Linked DNA regions of Mus musculus: all the other regions are linked to region 3. Evidence: chromatin contacts called from public promoter capture Hi-C data. All regions are on one chromosome and are shown on one strand. The core of a region is the stretch at or near the end of the contact, and the rest is flanking DNA. Distances in the headings are between cores, read along the strand shown.

The links. Promoter capture Hi-C pulls out the DNA fragments that hold promoters and counts their contacts.
Region 1: a promoter capture Hi-C map of embryonic stem cells shows a contact between it and region 3, with 5 times the contacts expected there. The contact joins the enhancer-like site here to the promoter of Rfx8 in region 3. A contact is called at or near these places in 12 of 39 promoter capture datasets (the 3T3-L1 cell line, 3T3-L1-derived adipocytes, the C10 cell line and 7 more), 2 of 484 Hi-C or Micro-C datasets (bone marrow-derived macrophages and uterus), 4 of 115 datasets of contacts at active chromatin or transcription factors (fibro-adipogenic progenitors, heart atrium, memory CD8 T cells and 1 more) and 3 of 9 other capture datasets (adipose tissue, embryonic stem cells and liver).
Region 2: a contact with region 3 is called in a promoter capture Hi-C map of hematopoietic stem and progenitor cells, with 3 times the contacts expected there. The contact joins the enhancer-like site here to the promoter of Rfx8 in region 3. A contact is called at or near these places in 8 of 39 promoter capture datasets (the C10 cell line, the HPC-7 cell line, cranial neural crest and 4 more) and 1 of 115 datasets of contacts at active chromatin or transcription factors (pancreatic cancer cells).

What each region holds. Positions count from the first base shown.
Region 1 is chr1:40,001,416-40,004,777 of GRCm38.p6, reverse strand. It overlaps Map4k4 (mitogen-activated protein kinase kinase kinase kinase 4), which reads right to left. Exons shown (of 32, transcript NM_001252200.1): 16 at 3,187-3,348; 17 at 791-1,021. Among named protein-coding and RNA genes, the nearest start is that of Il1r2, 82 kb to the left of the region's middle. Within about 2 kb of position 1,812, at least 47 of the 459 cell types and tissues checked have an H3K27ac peak or open chromatin away from gene starts, as enhancers often do. A contact at or near this core is called in embryonic stem cells and trophoblast stem cells, where this site is marked.
Region 2 is chr1:40,049,482-40,052,867 of GRCm38.p6, reverse strand. No RefSeq gene overlaps it. Among named protein-coding and RNA genes, the nearest start is that of Il1r2, 34 kb to the left of the region's middle. Within about 2 kb of position 1,492, at least 57 of the 459 cell types and tissues checked have an H3K27ac peak or open chromatin away from gene starts, as enhancers often do. A contact at or near this core is called in the HPC-7 cell line and hematopoietic stem and progenitor cells, where this site is marked.
Region 3 is chr1:39,719,456-39,722,589 of GRCm38.p6, reverse strand. It overlaps Rfx8 (regulatory factor X 8), which reads left to right and starts at 1,601. Exons shown (of 15, transcript NM_001145660.1): 1 at 1,601-1,712. The coding sequence starts at 1,648.

The sequences.
Region 1 (3,362 bases), core at 563-3,062, 280 kb before region 3:
AGACAACAGAAGAACACCACAGCTCCCCCCCAGCCCCCCCTCCTCACAGTACACTTTATAACACAGCCTTCCTCAGTCCGGAATGCCTGCCACGAAGCTAGCTCTTCCCTTTCCCAAGCCTCCCCTGCTCCTGCACGATCCAGACAGCCTGGCCCATCTCTACAGTCCTGTCATGCTGAAGTCATGTTTGGACTGAAGCGGGTGGCAGAGAGCATACAGCAGCGCTTCCCTGAGATAGTATGTGAGAATCACAAAAGTAAGCTCAAAGAAATCCAACAACGGTCTACAAATAGATCAGCAGGAAGCAAAGACTGGCAAAGAAGCGAGAAAATATTCAGAGGAAGCAAATTCCAAGTGGAGGAAAAAATAAACTGAGATGTGCCTTTTAATCCTCATGTACTATTAAGTACAATACGCTCAACTTTAAAGTAAAAAATCATGGTCTTGTTAATTTTTCCTCATAAGATTTTTTCTTAAATTCTTGATGTCATGCACAATAATGGAGAGCTTCTGTACACATTTATAATTCTACTTATTTAGAAGCATGTTGCTTAAAATTTTTTCCATAAATACTTTTTATTAAACTACGTTTAAAACCAGTCAATGATAAAAAGCTAACTAACCATTGGCTAATTGTAACTGCTGAGGTGGGGAATGGCTTCCCTCCCTGAGAAGTCATTTGAAACTTCTGGCCCTTTAGCCCTGATGAAGTAAGTCACTGTTCCCATCATCACAGCAAACAGTAAGTTTAAATAAAGAGAAAACAGCGCGTCTGTCTGTCTGTCCTTACCCTTGGAGGCACCTCGTCACTGTCTGATCTAGACCAAGCCTTTTGGGTGGGCTCGGGCACCTCCGACTTAGAGTCAGAGCTCTGACTGAGCCCCTCACTGCGGGAAGGTGGACATGGGTCCTGAGAGCGGAGATGGTGGTGTGCGAATTTGGGAGAAGGGTCACTGAAGGAATGGGATCTCGAGACAGGGGAGACATTGTTCTTGAGAGATGCCAGGTGGGACCACTGTACCTTACAAGAAAACAAAACACAAAACATTCAATGCGTTCTGCATACAACTAGCTTTTCTGGTCAACACTAAATCCCAAACAGGAGGTGGGTGTGAGTCGGGGAGGCATAGTGTCAAGCATGGAGCAGCCAATAGGCTCCATGCTGGTGACAGGCAAGAGGAAGAGCAAAGGCACACGCATAAGGGAAAGTGCCCAGACACAAACTGCAGACAGCAGTGAACAGGGGCATGCACAGACCCCCGAGGGGAGAGTGATACATGCATGTCCATGTCAGCACAGAGAGCTGGGGACCACATGACAGAGACACTGCTCATCAGCAAACCTCCCCACCACCTCAGAACCCTGGGTCTGAGAATCTTACTGACGGGACTTATTTGTGCGTGCACACACACTCTTCCTATTATGGGACTGTAGCAGAGAAACTTAAGAACAGCCAACTTTTCAAGAATACCAATATTTTTTTCTCCCAATCTTAAAATGTTTTAGACCTAGCTGAGTTTACACTCCTAGTTATGAAAAAAGTGGGATTAAAATTTCTTTACCAAAATATCCAGTACCAAGAAAGCCCAGGCTGACCAGCATCAAGATACTCTGGGCTGACAGTAGGAATATGCCTTTGAAATGAGAACTCAAGGACATGACAATTGGCCAAGTGAATTTCTGCAGTCACTTTAAAAAAACATCCTCTCAGAACTCTATAAACTATTTTAGTAAGAGGTACCTGTACCTCACTGCTGGAGAATAACCAACCACTAAGGCGGTTATGGGAGCTGTAACTCAGCACGCACTAATCAATGTGTCTTGTGCTGACTTGCCTGGCTTCTGCAGGTGAAACCGGCAGTTAAGACCCAGTGCATAGTCTCTGTGGCTCACAGGCAGATCCAAAGAATCCTAGCTTTGGTACAATTCCCATACTACTAAAACATCTAAGTGTTCACTGGGAGAGCAACCAAACGGATGTGTTACCAAATAACGCTAAGTGGGACTCAACGCTAGGAGCCACACGAGTTTCCCTCCTGCAGGTGAAAGCTTGGGGCAAGAACTCTGCAGCGGAGGAAGAGAGGCTGTCTGTCTCATCTCCTCAAACAGAAGCTTCTCGAGCCTGCTGCTCAGAGGCAAGTTTGCCCTTGTGTTGGGTTTAGCTCTCAGGACAACCATGCTTCTCACCAGGAAACAGGCACTAAGTGGAGCAGCAAGTGGCACCTGGCCCTTCCCACTGCCTCTGCTGGCATTCTCTGGTGTAGCTCTCTGAAGCTCTCAGCTGCTATATCTGCATAAACCCCACCCCCTGTACCTCAGATTTGCTCAGCTCAACCATCCCCCAGGAGGGTTGGTTACTGCAGAACACATTCAAATTCTCATGTGACTGCATCTGTCACAGAAGGGCCATTTCTTCTCAAAACCACCAACTCTTGTCCTAGGTGACATGCAAACACCAGGGCCGACCGAGTACAGAAAGCTCAGAGAAGTGTGTGAGGCAGAGCAGCATGGAGGAGTGCCTACACACCCTCAGGGGATGGGTGTGTCTGCCACCTACTGTCCTTTCTAGACAAGGCTGCTGCTTCTCTTCTGAGCACTCAGACAAGACAGACTCTGGGACAGACTGAAGGAAAAGTCATAAACTCTGTCCTAATCTCTTACAGGAAATCAATATTCAACCCACTAGGCATAACCTGTGTTCAATCTTGACAGGTTTGAGAATCTGGTTTTGTATTTTAAAACAACAAACAAACAAACAAACAAAACCAAAAACCTTTTCCCAGGAAATTTACACATTCAGCCAAATAAATAGGAGCCTGCACAGAAATGCAAGGCCACCTTTAGCGTCCAAAGGTCCTTCAGGGAGCTGGGACCACAGACACAAAGTACTTACTTCAAAATGTTCAGGTTAAAAGTTCTCTTCTAACCTGCTTATACAATAAAACCAACGTTCTAAAAATATAATTTAAAAAAGTATTTAAGAGGAAGGAGGGACTTCACATCTGAGTTAAGGAGGGGGAAATAAAAGTATTGACTGGAGATAGCCATAATGAGTTCAATAAAAATCTTAGACAACAAAACAAACAAACGACAAGCCTCCTCTCCCTACGCTGAATGCACGCCTCCTGTTCACACCAGCTGTTGAGACAACGGGCTACACGTGGCACAGGGAGCTACTGCTGCTACCTGTGGCTCCGCTGGTCTCTGCAGGGCAGGGTGCACAGACTCGGAGTTGCCATTGGAAAAAGACTCTGACCGGGAAGGCACGGGTGGCTCCAGTCCTCTGCCCGTTTGCTTAGCCTGGGCCTCAGGGGAGCTGTGGTTAGTCTTTCTAAATCTATCTTCCACCTGCGTCAGAGAAT
Region 2 (3,386 bases), core at 243-2,742, 330 kb before region 3:
CCCAGTCCCAGTAGCCATAGCTCTCTTCTACTTTAACATTTGTACTGTACGCCAGGCGGTGGTGGCACATGCCTTTAATCCCAGCACTTGGGAAGCAGAGGCCAGCCTGGTCTACATAGTGAAGTCCAGGACAGCCAAGGCTACACAGAGAAACCCTGTCTCAAAAAACATTTGTACTGTATTACTTGGTAGGGGTGTATGTGTGTGGGGGTGTGTATGTATGTGCCCATGACACCCATTCAGAGGCCAGAGGAAGATACTGAGTATCTTCCACTGTCACCTGGTCACCTGCCTCCTTGTCCTCCTGTACACTGGTTACTTTTCTATTGATGTGATGGAACCCTGTAACCAAGGCAACTAGGAGAAGGGTTTATGATCCCAAAGGGATAAAGAGGTCACTGCGGGCTAAGTGTGACAGGCGGTGGCGGAAACAGGAAACTCGAAGCTCACGTCCACAAATACAAGCACAAAGCAGAGAGGGCACATTGGAAATGGCTCAAGGCTTTAACCTCCTAACCTTGGAGCCCTCTCCAGCAGTGACAACCTTCCTCCAGCAAGGCCACGCCTCTTTAACCTCAGCAAATAGCACCTACTACTGCCAATCAAGTGTTCAAAGGCCTGAGATGATGGAGATCATTCTCATTCGAACCACTGTACCTAGAGAGGTTTCTCACTTGCCTTACCTCAAGCTCCCGGGAGCCAGATGTCTCTGCCCTTCCCCAGCCCCCTTGCTGGGGTGTCCCCACACCCAGCTTTCATGTGGGAGCTGGAGATTCAAACCCCAGTCTTTATACTTGCATAGAGCACTTTTACCCACCCACGGAGCCATATCCCTGGCCCCTCTACTTTGCTCCTACCAGTTTATGTGACGTTGTTTGCACCTGGCTTATTTTATTTAACAGAACATCTTCCAGGTCTAACCATACCGTCACAAATATATTCGCTACCGTTCATTCACAGATGGATATTTGTTGATTTCATGCTTTGGTATGTTTTTCAACAGTCATTGCCATATTGATTTCCAAAAAAGGGCAACATATACTATCCATAATTCCAATAGTATAGGAGGACTTTCCCAAAATTCCTCTCAATAAAAGGGTATCTTCATCTTAATTTTTATAAGTTGAATATTCTAATTTGCAGCTCCGTAACTGTGAATGGTTTTTTTTTATAGTTGTCTATATCTTTGCAGACTTTTAAGTTGGTTTTGTGAATATGGGTTACTTATTTATTAAATTGACTAACTTTTCTAGATGTTTTGGTTTTTTTCTTTAAATTTTTTGAGTTTTAGCAGTATTTCCATATGCATTAAAAACATCCCCTTCCATGTGATCATTACCCCTTGGTTTCTGCTATGGCTTGTTCATGTGTCAGACAAAGGCCTCTGGGGTAGGACTGAGACCTAAGGGCCTTGGCCTGTGGGGTCAGAGGAGCTGTTTGCAGATGGAGCTTCTTCCTGTGGTCAGGGTCAGGATGCTGAGGCTCTTTCTGCTTCCCCTTTCTTCCATTCCTGGCCATGAGGTGAGCAGCTGCCTCTGTCATACACTCATGATGACACGTAGCCTCACCACAAACCGCAAAGCAATGGGCAAACGGACGACCATTCATGGGCTGGGTCCTCCAAAACCATGAAGACAAGTAAACTTTTCTACTTTTTAAGTTGATTGTCTTCGGGTATTTTATTGCAGCAATGGGAAATTGATAGCTTCGTTTCTAGTATAATTTGATATTCCAAGACATATGTATAATCATAACACATAATATCTTCCAGATTTATTGACTTGGATTAAAAAGTCTCCCTTGTCACAAGCATAAAACATGGCTCCTTACATTTACTTTGTCTGATTTTTATTTGAATATTTTTACATTTGATTTGCGCAGAGTGTTTTATATAGATGAAGGCAGCGTTCGATTTTTCTTTTTCTAAAAATATATTATTTATGAGTATGTGTGTGTGCAGCGCGTATGTGAGGACTCCAGAAGAGGATGTCAGGTCTCCTGGATATGGAGTCACAAGCAGTTATGAGCTGTCTACACGGGTGCTGAGAACCCAAGTTGGGTCCGCATCAAGAGCAACAAGCATCCCTAACCACTGGACCATCTTTCCAGCCCTCTCTTCTTTTGTTTGATGAGTGGTTAGTGGCACTAACACATCGGATAGGTAAATCACAGACCAATTCAAGAGCGGTAGCATGAATAGTATAGTTAAAAAGCAGGTAGACTGATTTGGGGTATCAGTTCCACCACTTCCTGTCTATGGAACCTTAAGTATGTGTGCTGGCTAATTTTTATGCCAACTTGACACAGTTAGAATTGGTAATAAATATCCTGAGACTGACTCTAAGACTGTAGGACTCTCTCTCTGGATGTGGGAGGAGACAGCCCACTGAAGGTGTCACTATCCTGAAGTCAGCTTGGCCATAAACCATGGTGACCTCACAGAGGTTAGCCGCAGAAACAGGGTGGCATCTCTATGGTTGCCTGCAGACTTACTGTTCACCCCTGGTCCCTTGTGACTGACTTTTCCTTCAGACATCTGAGGACAGAGTTTCCAGAGCTCTGAAGTGCTTCATCCCTGAATGTCATCTCTGTTTCCTCCATGGCAGGAACTCAGAGGCCACTTTATTGTGAGAAGGGAAATGGAAGGGCATCTATGGCCAGACTTCCCTCAGGGAGCCTGGCTTCTCTGTCCTGACAGGTCTGTAACCTTGTCCTTCCTCTAAGTCTCTTTCAAACCCTCTTTTCATTAGCACCATAAAAGTCTTGCACAGAGCTGTCTTGCTGTTCCTGATTTCTTGGGCATCACTTCCCAGCATGGGAAGCTGAGGCTACTCAGGGAACCCCACGCCGAGTGGCTGGTGGAGGATTTCCCAGAAGCAGCGAGTCCTGAGGAGGTGCTGCACCATAACTGTGCTGAGGCTCTGGTAGAAGAGATCATTAAGACTTGTTTTTCTGGACCAAGAATAGGAGGTATATTTTACACGCTACATCCTATTCTCTGGACTCTGAGGCCTTGTCCTGCTCACTGAGCATCTATATGCAGGAACTGGTGAGTCTTTCTTCCATCCTGCTGTAGCACCGGACCTATCTTCTTGCCTTGGAGCTCAGCTGACACCCCTCTTCCCGTGGCCTGGCCACCCAATCACAATGTCTAGAGCAGTGGTTCTCAAGCCCCCATCAGTCAGGGCTTCTTGTCATTGTCTCCAAAGGTCAAGGAAGATATTTCCAGAAAACATTTTGGCATGTGTGCTATGTGTGGAAACATGACCAAGGGACAGGAGGAAAAAGCAGAGACCCTTTAAGGCGGTTCCTCACCCTGTGGTGACCCCAATCATAAAAGTATTTCCATTGCTACTTCATAACTGTAACTTTGCTACTGTTACAAT
Region 3 (3,134 bases), core at 352-2,851:
CCCAAGATATAAGATACAATTTCCTAAACACATGAAACTCAAGAAAAATGAAGACTGAAGTGTGGACACTATGCCCCTCCTTAGATGTGGGAACAAAACACCCTTGGAAGGAGTTACAGAGACAAAGTTTGGAGCTGAGATGAAAGGATGGACCATGTAGAGACTGCCATATCCAGGGATCCACCCCATAATCAGCATCCAAACGCTGACACCATTGCACACACTAGCAAGATTTTATCGAAAGGACCCAGATGTAGCTGTCTCTTGTGAGACTATGCCGGGGCCTAGCAAACACAAAAGTGGATGCTCACAGTCAGCTAATGGATGGATCACAGGGCTCCCAATGGAGGAGCTAGAGAAAGTACCCAAGGAGCTAAAGGGATCTGCAACCCTATAGGTGGATCAACATTATGAACTAACCAGTACCCCGGAGCTCTTGACTCTAGCTGCATATGTATCAAAAGATGGCCTAGTCGGCCATCACTGGAAAGAGAGGCCCATTGGACACGCAAATTTTATATGCCCCAGTACAGGGCCAAAAAGGGGGAGTGGGTGGGTAGCGGAGTGGGGGTGGGTAGGTATGGGGGACTTATGGTATAGCATTGGAAATGTAAATGAGCTAAATACCTAATAAAAAATTAAAAAAAAATAAGTAGATAGATAGATAGATAGATAAATAGATAAATCTTTTTTAAAAAACAAAAACAAAAAAGTCATTCTAATGGGTTCAGCCTGGGCTTGCGTCTCCTTGTCGTCTAGAATCGAGCAGGAACTTTGTGGACAGCTGTGTGTCATCTCTGGAGAACGGCCTGTTCATGCCCTTCACTCGTTTATAAGTTGAACTTTGATGTTGTGTTATTATGATTGGCAAGTATGTTTTTTTTTTTCATCGAGATTGAGACATCCTTCTGAGACTTGTAACCAGTGAGCAGCCAATGTCACATCCCTATGGTCGGAGTCTTAAAAGTGTGCCACGCCTGTCCAGTAGCACTGGATACAATAGCCTATTTCCCCATGAAAGGTGTGAGCTTCTGAGACAGCTGTCCCTGCAGGCTTGGAGGGATCGGTCTGCAGCAGCAGCCACCGGAAGCTGCACGTTGGCCCCTCTCCCTGGGATTCTATTTTCACCATCTAGGTCACCTGGAACACAGCCTCTTGTCCAGAGAAGGGCTTTTCCCGGGCCAACTCCCCTCCCCATGTCCCACCACCACCCGGGCCCGTTATACTGAACCCTTTGGGAAAGGAGGTGTTAGCTGATCATCAGTATTTTTCAAAGTGCGGAAATAATCAAATAATTCTCAAGTGCTGTCCAGTTACAGACCCTTGGTGATCAAACACTGCCACCGACCTGGCCGAAAGTTTATGCCTGAGCTTTTCTCTGTTCCCTGGTTTGATCCGTTAGCCCAACGTTGGCCAGAGAGGGGAAGGGCGGCAGCATGGGGGATGGGGAACGACATGGGAGGTGCCTCTCCGACCTTTGGTGGCGGTGGGCGGGGAAGAGACCCCAACCCGCACCTCTGGGTGCAAGGCGTGGGCCCAGCATCCCCCCTCCCACCCCCCAGCTGCACGCGCCCCCCGCGCGCCCCCGCTCTAAAGTAAACACGGCGGAGAGGACCGGTGCCCCGCTCGCTGCCCGCTGGGCGAGGCATGGCGGAGGCGGTGCCGGCCTCTCCTGCGAGTGGCCTGGGCCTGCACCGGGGTATCATTCAATGGTGAGTGTCAGGACAGGGAGATACGGGCGCTGCCGGCAGGTGGGGAGCCCCGGAGGACGGGAGAGGAGCACCCCTGGTTCAGGAGACCCTGGCGGAGAACGAGGGAACACACACACACACACACAAGGTCTTCGTATCTGCACCCGGTGTGGTGCTGGTTTTCCACCTAGCTGTCCCGGTGGGTCCCACTTCCCGTGGGGGAGCAATCCAGCCTGTTCCAACCAGAGCGAAGCCCTGTTACTGAAACACTGGCAGGCCTTGGCCTTGGAGGAAGCGTGTTGTTGTTGTTGTTGTTTTCCTCCTGGCAAGAGCTCTAGAATGGAAGTGTCTTAACTTAAAACAACGTTTAGCTTCAACAATGCACTACGTATTACTTGTGAAAGTCATTTCTTGGCTATTTCAATAGAGGAGAGGAAAACTATAAAAAAAAAAAATACCCTCAGCTCATGGGCCTGAACTCAAAAGAGTCTGTGGCTCTTTATAAATAGGAAAATAATTAAAGCCAGTCCTCAGACTGTAGCTTTATAAGGTGACTATTATATATCAGCATACATTTTTCTTTGTGTGAGCTTTAAGAAATATTTCTCAGGGGAAACTTTTTTTTTTAAGAGTCACCTGAGGAAGAAGTAGTTTTTAAAAAAGAGAAGAATATGTTTATGATTATAGTTACTACTTTGTTCCAAAAGAGAATTTATTGCCCATCTTATCTTGCGAGAGGAAAAAAAAATGTAGTCAGACCCCCTTGCCTGCCTTCTTAGCAAAAGAGTCAGTTCGGTGCCTTAATTAGCTACTTCAGCTCACCACTGCTACAGAGACTTTTGCTACAGAGAAGTGAAAGAATGATTACAAAGTTTAAACTACTTGGGCATCCTCTTTAGGTCAGGTACTGTGGCCAGATTTCCTTTTGCCATAGGTTCTTCAGAACTGAGAAAACCAAAAGACTTCAATTCTCCTAACACTGGCATTCAAACCACTGCCCCAGTGTCTAAGATAGAATCCTGGAACAAAGATATCAGGCTGCCCAGAATGGGGGCAGCAGTGGCTAGAGCTGGAGGAACCATGGGAGGCAGCTCAAGAGAGAGTAGGGAGAGGCCCCAGATGTCCTGTGGAAGAAGGGCCCTGTTTATGGATTACATCACTCCCTGTTTTCCAGTCAGTGCCTTGTTAGAAGGGACAACGATCAGTCAGGTGGGGTCCTATCTGGGCCATGATTACCACTGTCATCTGAACATGATAAATTGTCCCTGGGAGAAAGGTCAGGATGTTGGCCAGTCTGGGGGAACAGAAGTAAGGTCTCCAAGTCAGAGACAGGAAGAGACATGGTCAGACGAGGGAGCACAAGCCTGGACACAATAGTGTAGACGCAGACCCCGGGTCAGGCCTTGGCATCTAATCTCAGGTAAAGCACAGGGGCATTTTGGT